2 separate regions of the Oryctolagus cuniculus genome follow, and region 1 is linked to region 2. Evidence: chromatin contacts called from public Hi-C data. All regions are on one chromosome and are shown on one strand. Each heading gives the region's core, a stretch centred on a gene start, on an enhancer-like site or on the middle of the called end of the contact. The rest is flanking DNA. Distances are from core to core; before and after follow the strand shown.

Region 1 (6,084 bases), core at 761-3,260, 110 kb after region 2:
GCTCCTGGCTTTGGATAGGACCGGCTCTGGCCGTTGTGGCCATTTGGGGAGTGAACCTGTGGATGGAAGACCTCTCTGCCTCTCCCTCTTTGTCTGTAACTCTGCCTTTCAAATAAATAAATGTATTGTGAAAAAAAGGATGTTACTGTTTTGTCAATCCCTACTGTATTAAATACTCATGCCCAGTTTCCTTTTTGCTATTTTAAAATGTTTTTATTCCATCTAAATGTGTTTTGTCTAAGTACCCATGCTCACCTCCAAAGGAAAAAAAAATGGAAGATGTTCATTTCTTAAGTCCAACAACGTGGAGAAATTTGACAGAGCTGTTAGTGGTGACCTTTGACCATCTTAAGATGATATTAAGTTTGCTCTATATCTTATACCTTTTTTGTTCTTTTTAAAAATACTGTCTTTTTTGGTTGTTAAAATAGGTAGTATCTTTCTTTCTTGTCTTTATATATTATATGGAACTATTCTTGCTGTCAACATAGATTTATCTCATTCTCTTTAATTCCATAAGTTATTTATGTGGTTTTCTATTGATATTCAGATGCAATACCGAATTTTTTTCCTGCTATCAATACTGTAGCTGTATACATGTTTTGTACATACATACTTACAAATAGATAAACTGTGGATTTTTTTTGTAATCTTTTTTTTTTTTAAACTTAGAAGTTATTTGGTAGAAAGGGTTCTCCCAATAGAAGGAAGACCTTTCTCTCTCTCTCTCTCTCTCTGTCTATAACTCTACCTGTCAAATTAAAAAAAAAAAAAAGAAAAAGAAAGGGTTCTCATCTATTGGTTCATTCCCTAAATGCCCAAGATAGTCAGGGCTGGGTCAAGGCTAAAGCCAGGAGCTAGGAACTCAATGCAGGTTTTCCAAGGGGGAGACAGGAACCCAAGTACTTACTGGAGCCATCACTCCTGCCTCCCTGGGTATGCATTAGCAGGAAGTTGGAGTTAGGAGCTCAAGGCAGGTATAGAACTCAGGTATTCTGATGCGGCATGCAGGTGTCCTAACTGCGAGGCCAAATACTCACCTCTTGTGGATTCTTGAAGTTGGGATTGTTGGATCAAACTATATGTAGGTTTTTAAAATTTAGATACTATCAGTTGATTTTTTTTCAAAAGATATTTTAGAATCACTCTTAGCAGCAATATATTAAGGTGCTCCTTGTTGGTGTGTACCAGTTTAATGGGCAAGGAAATGTTTTTTTCTTAATTTTATTCTTGAAATATACCGTTTTGTTAACTGCTAGGTTCATGTGCTCTTTAACTGCATTGTCCTTGCCTCCCTTGTTCCCTAACATTGTAAGATCCTTGAATGGGAGTTTCAGACAATTGGGAATTTGGAGTAATCTATATAAAGGGAACAGTAATATACCTGCCTTCCCCTTCCATGTTAGCATTTGTTTTGAGTTCACTGCATATTTTAGTTTTCTACTAAGACACATGATACAAGGCTGTTTTAAAAAGATAGCTTTTGAGGTAGACAGTGTGGTATAGTGGGTTAAGCCATTGCTTGGGAGCCCTTGTCCCGTATCAAAGTGCCTGAGATCAAGTCCATTCTCTGCTTCAGATCCAGATTCCTGTTTATACATTTCCTTGAGAGACAGCAGGTGATTGGTCAGGTTCTTGGGTTTCTACCACCCACCCTCATGGGAAACCTGGATCAAGTTTCTGGCTTCTGGCTTTGACCTAGCCCAATACTTCCCAAATACCTAACTAGGTATTCCAGCAGATGGAGAATCTATCACTGTGCCTTTCAAAGAAATAAGAACAAATAAACAAAAAGGGCAACTTTTTTCTATATCAGTATGTCCAGTGTTACTAAAAATCTTATATATAATTTTTCATCTTTAATCATTCTTGGATTACTTCGTGTAACTGCAGCTGCTGCATTTATAAGGCCTATTTAAATTGTTAGTCTTTTCCCTTACCGGTGTTGGAACGTCACCTGGTGGTGAGAGAGTGCAGCAGCAAGCTGTATTACAAAGGCAATGTTGGGTAGGTCACTTCGATGGTTGAAGTCTGTTGGAGGAATTATTCCATCTGTTTCATAGTGGAGAGGAAGTTGAGACTGAGATAGCTGAAGCAACTTGCATAATAGTTCATGTTGAAATAATTGTCATTTAAGGAAAAGATAAAGCTGAACCTTCAGTTCTGTGCTTTCTTTGTTTCGAGGGTGGAGGAGAGGAAAGTTGTGTATCCTACTGTACTTAATCAGGTAGTGAACCTGGCATATATGATTACTTAAAACGTCTAGATATGAGTTTGATAAAATAATTTAAAACTTGTTACTGCTTAGGCTGTTTTATGGGCTGATACCTTTCAACTGGGCCAAAATGTGGGGAGTGGGGGGAGGGGCTATAAATAAATCTAACCAACTGTAGGTGGGCAGAAGTGTACTTATTTAAAGAGCTTTCAAAATGACTACTTTTTCTTGCCTGGGGCAAAATAATTTAAGAGAGAGATCCAGTCAAATAGTCTGATAAAAGACCATGAAGTATTTTCAAAGTAACTTCAAGTTCAGACCCAAGGCTGGCCATGCATTGTAAAATGAGGAGTTTGTAACACTTTTGAAACTATTTTTTAAGCTTGAATATGGAGTTTTGAAAAATAACATACGGGAGAAAGATTTAAGGGGAAGTATAAAAGCTTTAAGATCAAAATAACTTGGATATTTGAAACAGCAAATCTCCATTCACAGAAGTAAATGTTCCAAGGGTGGGGAACTTCTGGCCCCAAAGGCTGTGGAAGGCCTGCAGCATCTTTGGGTCTGGCCTTGGCAAAGCAATTGCAGGTGGAACCTGAAATTCAATAAATCTAAAACAGGCTAGTTTTTAAGTTGATAATTGTGTATGGCCTGCAAATGATGTTATAAATATCCAAATGGCCCTTGGTAGAAAATAAAGTTCCCCGACCATAAGTGATACAAAATTTGGAGCATTTAGTGTTGTGGTTAAGGCACCTGCATCCCATATCAGAGTTCCTGGGATTGATTCCCAGCTCTGGCTCTTGAGGCAACCTTCCCACCAATATAGAGGCAACATGGTAATGGTGCAAATATAATTAGGTTCCTGCTACCCATGTGAGAGACCTGGATTGAGTTTCTGGCAGCTAGCTTGGGCCCTGGCCCAGCCATGGTCATTCTGAGTGTTTGGGGAGTGAGCTAATAGATAGGATCTCTCTTTCTGTTTCTCAAATAGATAACAATTAAGACATGCAAACTTCTATCATGCAGTATATACATGATAGTTATACATTTAAGTTTTTGAAAGATTTATTCATTTTAAACTCAGAGTTAACAGAGAGGAAGAGAGAGAGCAAGATCTTCCATCTGCTGTTTCCCTCCCCAAATGGCTGCAGTGGCTGGGGCTGGGCCAGGCTGAAGCCAGAAGCCTGGAGTTTTTTCTGGGTCTCCCCATGGGTGGCAGGGGCCCAAGCACTTGGGCCATCTAAAAGTGCTTTCCCAGGCTATTAGCAGGGATTTGTTGTCCAAATGTAGTCCCCCACTTTTTTTTTTTTTTAAACTAAGTACTGTACAGTTAGACAAAGAACCCCTTTTGTCTAATGATAAGTCTTACCGCTTAGATTGTCTCAGAATAAAAGGTTGATCTCCTTTTTTAAATGATACATAAAATAAAAGTGACAAAAATTATGCAAGAATGGCATAATATCCTTGTTCTTCGTATTAGTTCTAATACAGGTAATTGTATCATCTTTTCTAATTATAACTTATTTTGTTATAGCTACTACATTGTTTTGTAACATACAAAAAAGTATAATTGTACAAAGACTCCACTTTACAAATGTAAATACAGTCTTGGTTTGGTGTATATTGGATACAATGGTCTTCCTTAAGCCTAAACACAGAAACAAAAGCATGTATTATAAGAGAAAGTCCAAGATGGGAAGTGATAAAATGGGTATTGAGTAGAGCTTTGTTAAAATTTAGCTGGTATCCTCAGAAAATTTCCATGTATTCATTAAATTATATTATGTCATTCTTATTGTTAGGAGTGGACTTGAAGTTTTAAGTTTTGCCCTTGTAAAGAGGTGTCACAATTTGATTATTGTACTTGGAAAATGCAGATTTATTTTAATTATTTTAATATAAATAGTTGTATAGGTGTTAAAATGAGGTTATTCAATAAGCAGAGTTTGGAATTTGTATTTGGAAATATTTTTATTTCAGTTGTAAATGTAGACCTGTTTGATGGCTGGTTATCTTGGTTGCTCAGATGCTGATTTGAAAATAAAATAAAATACTGAGAATGCCAGCTACACTGATTATATTTTAGGATCTTTAAAGCACCCTTTGCTTGTATGGTCCTTCTAGATGGGTTTATCAAACCCTTAGTATTGATGGATATGATTAATTTTCAGAAAAAAAGTCTAGAACTACAAAAGAAAGTGGGGTGGGGTGGTTCCTTTTCACTCAGCAATGGAAGGTGTCCCCAGAGTCTTTGTGCATTGTTTTAATTTTTAAAACTCTAAGGTAGAAGCTGGCACTGTGGCGCAGTGGGTTAAGCCACTGTCTGCATATCAGCGCTGGTTTGAGTCCTGGCTGCTCCACTTCCTATCCAGCTCTCTGCTAATGTGCCTGGGAAAGCAGTGGAGAATGGCCCAAATCCCTGGACTCCTTTCTGCATCTGTGTGGGAGACCTGGATGAAGCTCCAGGCTCCTGCCTTTAGCCTGGCCATTGCTGCCATTTGGGGAATGAACCAGGAGATGGAAAGATCTCTCTCTCTCCTCTGTAACTCTGCCTTGCAAATAAATATATCTTAAGAAAAAAAAAACTTCAAAATATATGTGTGTTATACTTTTTTTTTTTTTTTTTTTGGGACAGGCAGAGTTAGACAGTGAGAGAGAGAGAAAAGCCTTCCGTTAGTTAACCCCCCAGATGGCTGCTACGGCCGGCGTGCTGTGCTAATCCGAAGCCAGGAGCCAGGTGCTTCCTGCTAGTCTCCCATGCAGGAGCAGGGCCCAGGCACTTGGGCCATCCTCCACTGCCTTCCCGGGCCACAGCAGAGAGCTGGACTGGAAGAGGAGCAACCAGGACAGAATCTGGTGCTCCATCCTAGACTAGAACCCTGGGTGCTGGTGCTGCAGGAGGGAGATTAGCCTAGTGAGCTGTGGTGCCTGTCTATGCATTTATTTTTAAAAACCATTAGAAAATTCAATTACTTAAATTTCTTTTTATTTAGTTCTGTTAATTTTTGAATAATACATTTTAAATTTTGGTTTACTTGTCCTGCTGAAGATGGCAAATATTGACTGAAGTAAAAAATTAAAATATAATTCTCAGGGCCGACACTGTGGCATGGTGGGTAAAGCTGCTGCCTGCAGTGGCGGCATCCCATATGGATGCCAGTTTGTATCCTGGCTGCTGCACTTCTGATCCAGCTCTCTGCAGTGGCCTGGGAAAGCAGTGAAAGATGGCTCAAGTCCTTGGGCTCCTGCACCTGCATGGGAGACCTGGAGGAAGCTCCTGGAGGAGCTTCCTGGCTTTGGATAGGCACAGCTCCAACCATTTTGGCCATCTAGAGAGTGAAGCAGAGGATGGAAGACCTCTCTCTCTTTCTCTCTCCCTCTCTCTCTGCCCCTCTGTGACTCTGCCTTTCAAATAAATAAATAAATCTTCAAAAAATATATATTACTCAAAATTGCTTTGCTCGAAGTTTTACTTGAGTTATAGATCACTCTGTAACTCACCCAGTGAAACTACCTACCTTTGGAATTCCAAGCATGTACTTTAAGCCATGCACACTTAGTTTGTTATAGCTCATGAGAAACTGGGTTTGAAGCAAAGATGGTTAAGAAACTTGGGGGGTTTTTCTATGCTTGTTAGAGCCAGTTTATTTTATTTTGGGAAATAGCCTATGCTAAACATTATAATTAGTAATTATATAATGTGGGAAAAAGGATATTTCAAAAATTAGCCTTAATTTAGTGAAATTTATTCCTGATGGCTTCACATTGTTCTGTATTTGCTTTTTCTCACTTAAACAGCAAGTCAAGTTCATTATAAATTAAAGGAAGGGTTTGGTTAGCACAATAGCCTATAAGCTCCTTGCTAG
Region 2 (5,299 bases), core at 487-2,986:
CCCGCCGTCCCAGGGTGACCAGGTGAATGTCTACACTGGCTGTCCCATGGGTCAGAGCAAAGGGGCCAGCTGTCAGGTGTCACTGGCCATGCCCTGAATGTGGTTACCCCTTTACACTTTTTGTCCTCTCTGTCCCTCTGTCTCCACCCTTCCTGGAGCCTAGACAGGGAGTGTACACAGGGAAGAGGTGTTTGATCGATCCTGGCTTCTAAGAACAGACGGTGCTTTTCCAAGTGGAGAACAGAGACCCACGAGAGCAAAGGGGGTGTGGCCACACGTCTCGTGCCCCTGGGCTCGGCTGCCCGTCCTCCTCCATGACAGGAGAGGAGGCCTGGTGAGACGCTGCACACAGCTTCTTCCTGGGCGAGAAGCAGTTGTGGGGCTCACTGCTGCCAGCTCTCTGGGTGCTGTGACTCTGCCCATGAACCTGGCTGTGCCCCAGGATCACCCGGGGTTTGTTCTGGGTTTTGATTGAAGTCAGATTTCCTGCCCCCACCCTTCACGGGCGCTGATTCAGTGCGTGTGGGGTGGGGCTCCCAGCACCGGGACCATCTGCTCTCATAAATGTGGGGGTACAAACAGTGTCACATCATCACTGTTTTTCCACTTCCACTCTGCACGTGTCTTGCTGCAGGAAGCCCAGCATCCTCCCACCTGGCTGGAGTTTCCTGAGAACATTCCGGAACGTGAAGGTGCCGCCACGGGCAGCCCAGCTTCCGTTCCCGCAGGGGAGGGAGTGAAAGATGAGCAGCCCACCACTTTTCCTTGCTGTACCTCACTTTCCCCATCTGTGAAATGGGAGTAAAAATAGTTAGCACCTCAGCCCATGGTGAAGGCTAAGAAGCATGGAGAACATAACAGCCCATAGTATGTGCTCAGTGAAACACGGCCGTCACGAAGAAGGCAGCAAGGCCCAGGGGTTAGGGGTGCGGCCTTGGAGTCAGACTGCTTGGGTTTACAGCCTGGCAACCGCTCTCTGACTGTGGCATCCCATGCCTCAATTTCCTTTTCTGAGCAATGGGTGTGATCGCGACTTTCTCACACAACTGCTGGTTGTATGTTATTAAATGAGTAAGTATAAGGTTTTCTGATCAATGAACAAGTCATACCAAAGGAAGATTAGTCGCTGTGGTTACCTTCTCCTGCCTCCTGGTGTCACTGTTGGACACGGGTCCGACACCTGCCAGTTGATCTCTGCAGCCTCTCAGGTCAGCTGTGGCCCTTGGAGAAGAGACCACCGCCCCCTTTGCAAAGCTGGGCTAAAAGAACTTCCCCCCTAGGGCTTCTAATACAGCAGTTCTCCTCCACACCCTCCCGCAGGACACCAGCTGGCTCTGGAAGGCCAAGTCAGCCCGAGCGCCAGCCCCACGGCTCCCGGAGCCACAGCCCTTCCCTGCCACACGTCCACGCTGGGGTCTGCAACTTTTCTGGCCACCTGGGAACCTGAAGAGTGTGTGTAGATCGTTTTCCTCTGACAGGGAGCCTCTTCATTTTGTTTTAAATTTTATTTATTTTCATTTTCTTTAGAAGGCAGACACACAAAGACAGCCAGAAATCAAGCTTCCATCCATAGGTTCTCTCACCAAACGCCTGCAACCCTGGAGGCTGAGGCCCGCCAAAGTCAGGAGCCGGGAACTTCTCTGGGTCTCCTGTAGTGGGGTGACAGGGACCCAGGTACTGGAGCCATCCCCTGCTGCCGCCCGGGGTACTGCAGTAACACAGAGCGGGGTGATGGGACCCAGGTACTGGAGCCATCCCCTGCTGCCGCCCGGGGTACTGCAGTAACAGGGAGGAGCGGGGCGGTGGGACCCAGGTACTGGAGCCATCCCCTGCAGCCGCCCGGGGTACTGCAGTAACACGGAGCAGGGTGGTGGGACCCAGGTACTGGAGCCATCCCCTGCTGCTGCCCGGGGTACTGCAATAACAAGGGGCTGGACCTGGAAGCAGATCTGGGAGTCAGACCCAGGCACTCTGACATGAGATGCAGACGTCACCACTTAGCCACACACTCACCCTGAGGCTGTTCTATTTTTTTTTTTTTTTCCTAAAGATTTGTTTATTTGTTTGAAAGTCAAAGTCACAGAGGGAGAGAGAGAGAGGGAGAGGCAGAGAGGTCTTCAATCCATTGGTTCACTCCCCAATTGGCTGCAACGGCCAGAGCTGCACAGATCCGAAGCCAGGAGCCAGGAGCTTCCTCCGGGTCTCCCACACAGGTGCAGGGCCCAAGGACTTGGGCCATCCTCTGCTGCTTTTCTCAGGCCATTAGCAGGGAGCTGGATGAGAAGTGGAACAGCCGGACATGAACCCGTGCCCATATGAGATGCCGGCATCAGAGGTGGTGATTTTACCAGCTAGGTCACAGTGCTGGTCCCCAAAGCCATTCTTCCAAAGGAAATTATCATGGTAAATCCTGGAGTGCCCATACTTGACTCTGTTCAGAAAGTTGTCCCTTGTGACTCCATAATGGACATTCCGCCCAAGACTGCCGGGTGCCTAGACCTACATTTCTGTTGGAGCCACCGTGTGGGATTCCAAAACGGGCTTCAGCTTCCTTAGAGAAGGAGGGTGAACACCTGACATGCTAATCTCTGCTAAGAAACCATAGTATGAGCGATTTTTTAAATATCTCAGGCACGATTCTCACATGCAGTCAAAGCAGAGAATAGGGGGAGGGAAGACTGAGATGCGGCGTTCAGAAGCTCACCGCACAAGGGGGCGGCTGCACGGCTGTGTGGCTTCATCTGAGGCAGCCACCCTTCGGACCACCTCCCTCCTAGACAGCTGGAGCTAGAGCAGCGCTTACAGAGACCAGCCGGCGCCGTGGCTCTCATGCTCGGGGTACAGCCGGAGCACCTGGGTAGGGTGCTGACAGCGCAGAGTCTCAGGCTGCAAGTCCTGCCCAGTACCGCTTACTCCCAAGGTCTGGGGGTAGAGGAGCGGGGAGGAACCCCTAGTCCTGGGGATGGGTGGTTCAGTGAAGGAACCTGAGCAGAGGCTGTGGCCAAGGTGGGTGGTGCCCAGGCAGGGGTTAGGAGAAGCCAGGGTAGCCTCTCAGGGAGGATCAGGTGGGAGGCGGTCAGCATTCGAGACTGCAAGCAAACTGCAGTTCTCATAGCGTCTCAAAGTCAGACCTCAAATCCCTTGTCAAAGAGCATATGCAAGGTCTGGTTAGCTGTCAGGTGGTGTTTTCAGTCGGGAGAAAACATTGGCCCAAAGCAGGAATCCAGCATCAGAAGCCTCTGTGGGAGCGGAGGTAACCCCCTGGGAATGCGAGCTGGGAAGACAATTGCTGCCAGTGGTCGGTGCTCCGATGACCTCATGGCTCTTTCTGTCGCCGCAGGCCGGACACGCCCTTCCCCTCTGCCCACCTCCACCCACGGCCATATCAGACGGATGACCACATGAGTGCAGGGGAAAAGTGTTCCCTGCCGATAACACACATTCTCACGTGCAGCCGCCCCCTCCCAGCCTTGTCCCCCGAATGTCCCTTGTTGGCAATGAGGTCAGCCTGGAGCTCGCACGCTCTCTCCCTGGAGACCTGGGATTTTTTTTTTTTTTTTTTTTTTTTTGAAAAGTTGCATAAGAACAAATGACTGCTCAGGCCTTAAATTCTCTGTGTGAAACCTTTAGCTCTGATGGCTCAGGTCACATTTGTCCCTGGGCTCCCTGTGCGTGATTTTGTTTTTCTGAGCATTTTGTGTTTTGAGCTAGTGAGAGGTAAGAGATCATTTCCACTTCAGCTCAGAAGGCTCAGTGAGGCAGCCAGGCCGGCCGGGAGACAGGGAAGAATCGAATCCGGCTGGGCTCAGAGGCCGGCCCTCGGGGGTCTCTCCCACTCCTGCACCTGCCGAGGCGTCTCCTTCCACCCTAAGAGCTCTCAGCCCTTCAAAGCTGATGACATAGAATGAAAATTGTGCATCCTTAGTCCCAAGAAAATGCAGAGATCACCAAGCCAGCCCCTTGCCCGCATGCTCACGCCCTCCCCAGCCCGCACAGGCCTCCTACTTGGCTAAATATTTGGGAGCTGGGACAATAGCTTGACCGGCACGGTGGTGGGCAGTTACTGGAAAGTCATGTGATTGTCCAAATCAGACCGATTTGTCAAATACCATTCTCCTTTCACAGGTCGCCTCCCCCCCTGCACCCCCGATAAGATAGGGTCCCCAGAGCACAATAATCCTTTCCTGAGATACAATTCCGAGGCTCCAGAGAAAAGAAACAACAGGGAGGCTAATTTTGGCTTTTCTGAGACGAAAGAAAAGCACACAGGCGGGCTCCGTCCTGCTCAAGGAAGCCGGGGTGGGCCTTGTTTCGTGTCTCCAGGGTATCTGCTCAGATCACCCAGGGATTTGGAGAACAATGCCGGGGCTGTGAGGGGAAGATGGGAACAGAGTCCTGGCCCCGGCTGCGGTGCCAAGCCTGGCCTGGGCTCCGGAGGGAGCTCGAGAATGACAGCCCCCGGCTGTGGGCTTCGCGAGTCCTGCCGACTGCAAACGCCTCACCATTCCTCTGCAGCGAAAAGTGGTCATGAATTCAGATGCAGGGAGGCCCTGGTAGACCCAGCGGCGGCCCTGCCGCTCCTGGGGCTCTGTGAGCCCCCTGCAGTCCTGGGGAATGTTGGTGTGCAGCTGCACTTTGTTTTCTGCGGCAGGCTGTGGCTCCCCTCTGCTTCTCAAAGGGGTCAAAGGTGAGAAAAAAAACCACATCTCTAGGAGGGGTCCCCCAACCCAGGTTTGCTGGTAAGAGGTGATTCTGCCTATGCTGGACTACAGAAGAGCAAGCTTGCCAGTGAGACCAGTGTCCGAATCCCGTTCCTGGGATTTGCTAACCTCAGGGCCCTCTGAACTGTGTTTTCTTCTTCATTATTTATTTGAGAGGCAGCAAGACAGGGAGGGAATGAGGGGGAGGGGATTCCACCTGCAAAGAAGTAATGACTCCCCAAATGCCTGCAGTGGCGCCAGCATCCCATAAGGGTGCAGGTTCAAGTCCCAGCTGCTCCACTTCCAATTCAGCTCCCAGCTGATGGCTTAGGAAGACAGTAGAGGATGGCCCAGTTTCCACCAACATGAAAGACCTGGAAGAAGCTCCTGGCTCCTGGCTTCAGATCAGCTCAGCTCCGACCATTGCAGCCATTTGGGGAGTGAATCAGCAGATGGAAGACCTCATTCTCTCTCTCTCTCTCTCTCTCTCTCTCTCTCTCTCTGTCTGTCTCTGTGACTCTGCCTCTCAAAGAAACAAATCTTTAAAAAAATTCTCAAGTGAAATTTTGTGAAACAATTCTTTTTGTTGTATGTACATG

Evidence for each region. Hi-C and Micro-C count contacts between places; a contact is called where the count stands out from the background.
Region 1: a Hi-C map of an unstated tissue shows a contact between it and region 2, with 7 times the contacts expected there. The contact joins two enhancer-like sites. A contact is called at or near these places in 4 of 6 Hi-C or Micro-C datasets (ear pinna, embryonic fibroblasts, psoas muscle and 1 more).

Annotation. Positions count from the first base shown.
Region 1 is chr4:84,977,856-84,983,939 of mOryCun1.1, forward strand. The region is part of intron 2 of ATP13A3 (ATPase 13A3); the gene reads left to right. Among named protein-coding and RNA genes, the nearest start is that of ATP13A3, 20 kb to the left of the region's middle. Within about 2 kb of position 2,011, at least 1 of the 8 cell types and tissues checked has an H3K27ac peak or open chromatin away from gene starts, as enhancers often do.
Region 2 is chr4:84,869,470-84,874,768 of mOryCun1.1, forward strand. No RefSeq gene overlaps it. Among named protein-coding and RNA genes, the nearest start is that of TMEM44, 54 kb to the left of the region's middle. Within about 2 kb of position 1,737, at least 1 of the 8 cell types and tissues checked has an H3K27ac peak or open chromatin away from gene starts, as enhancers often do.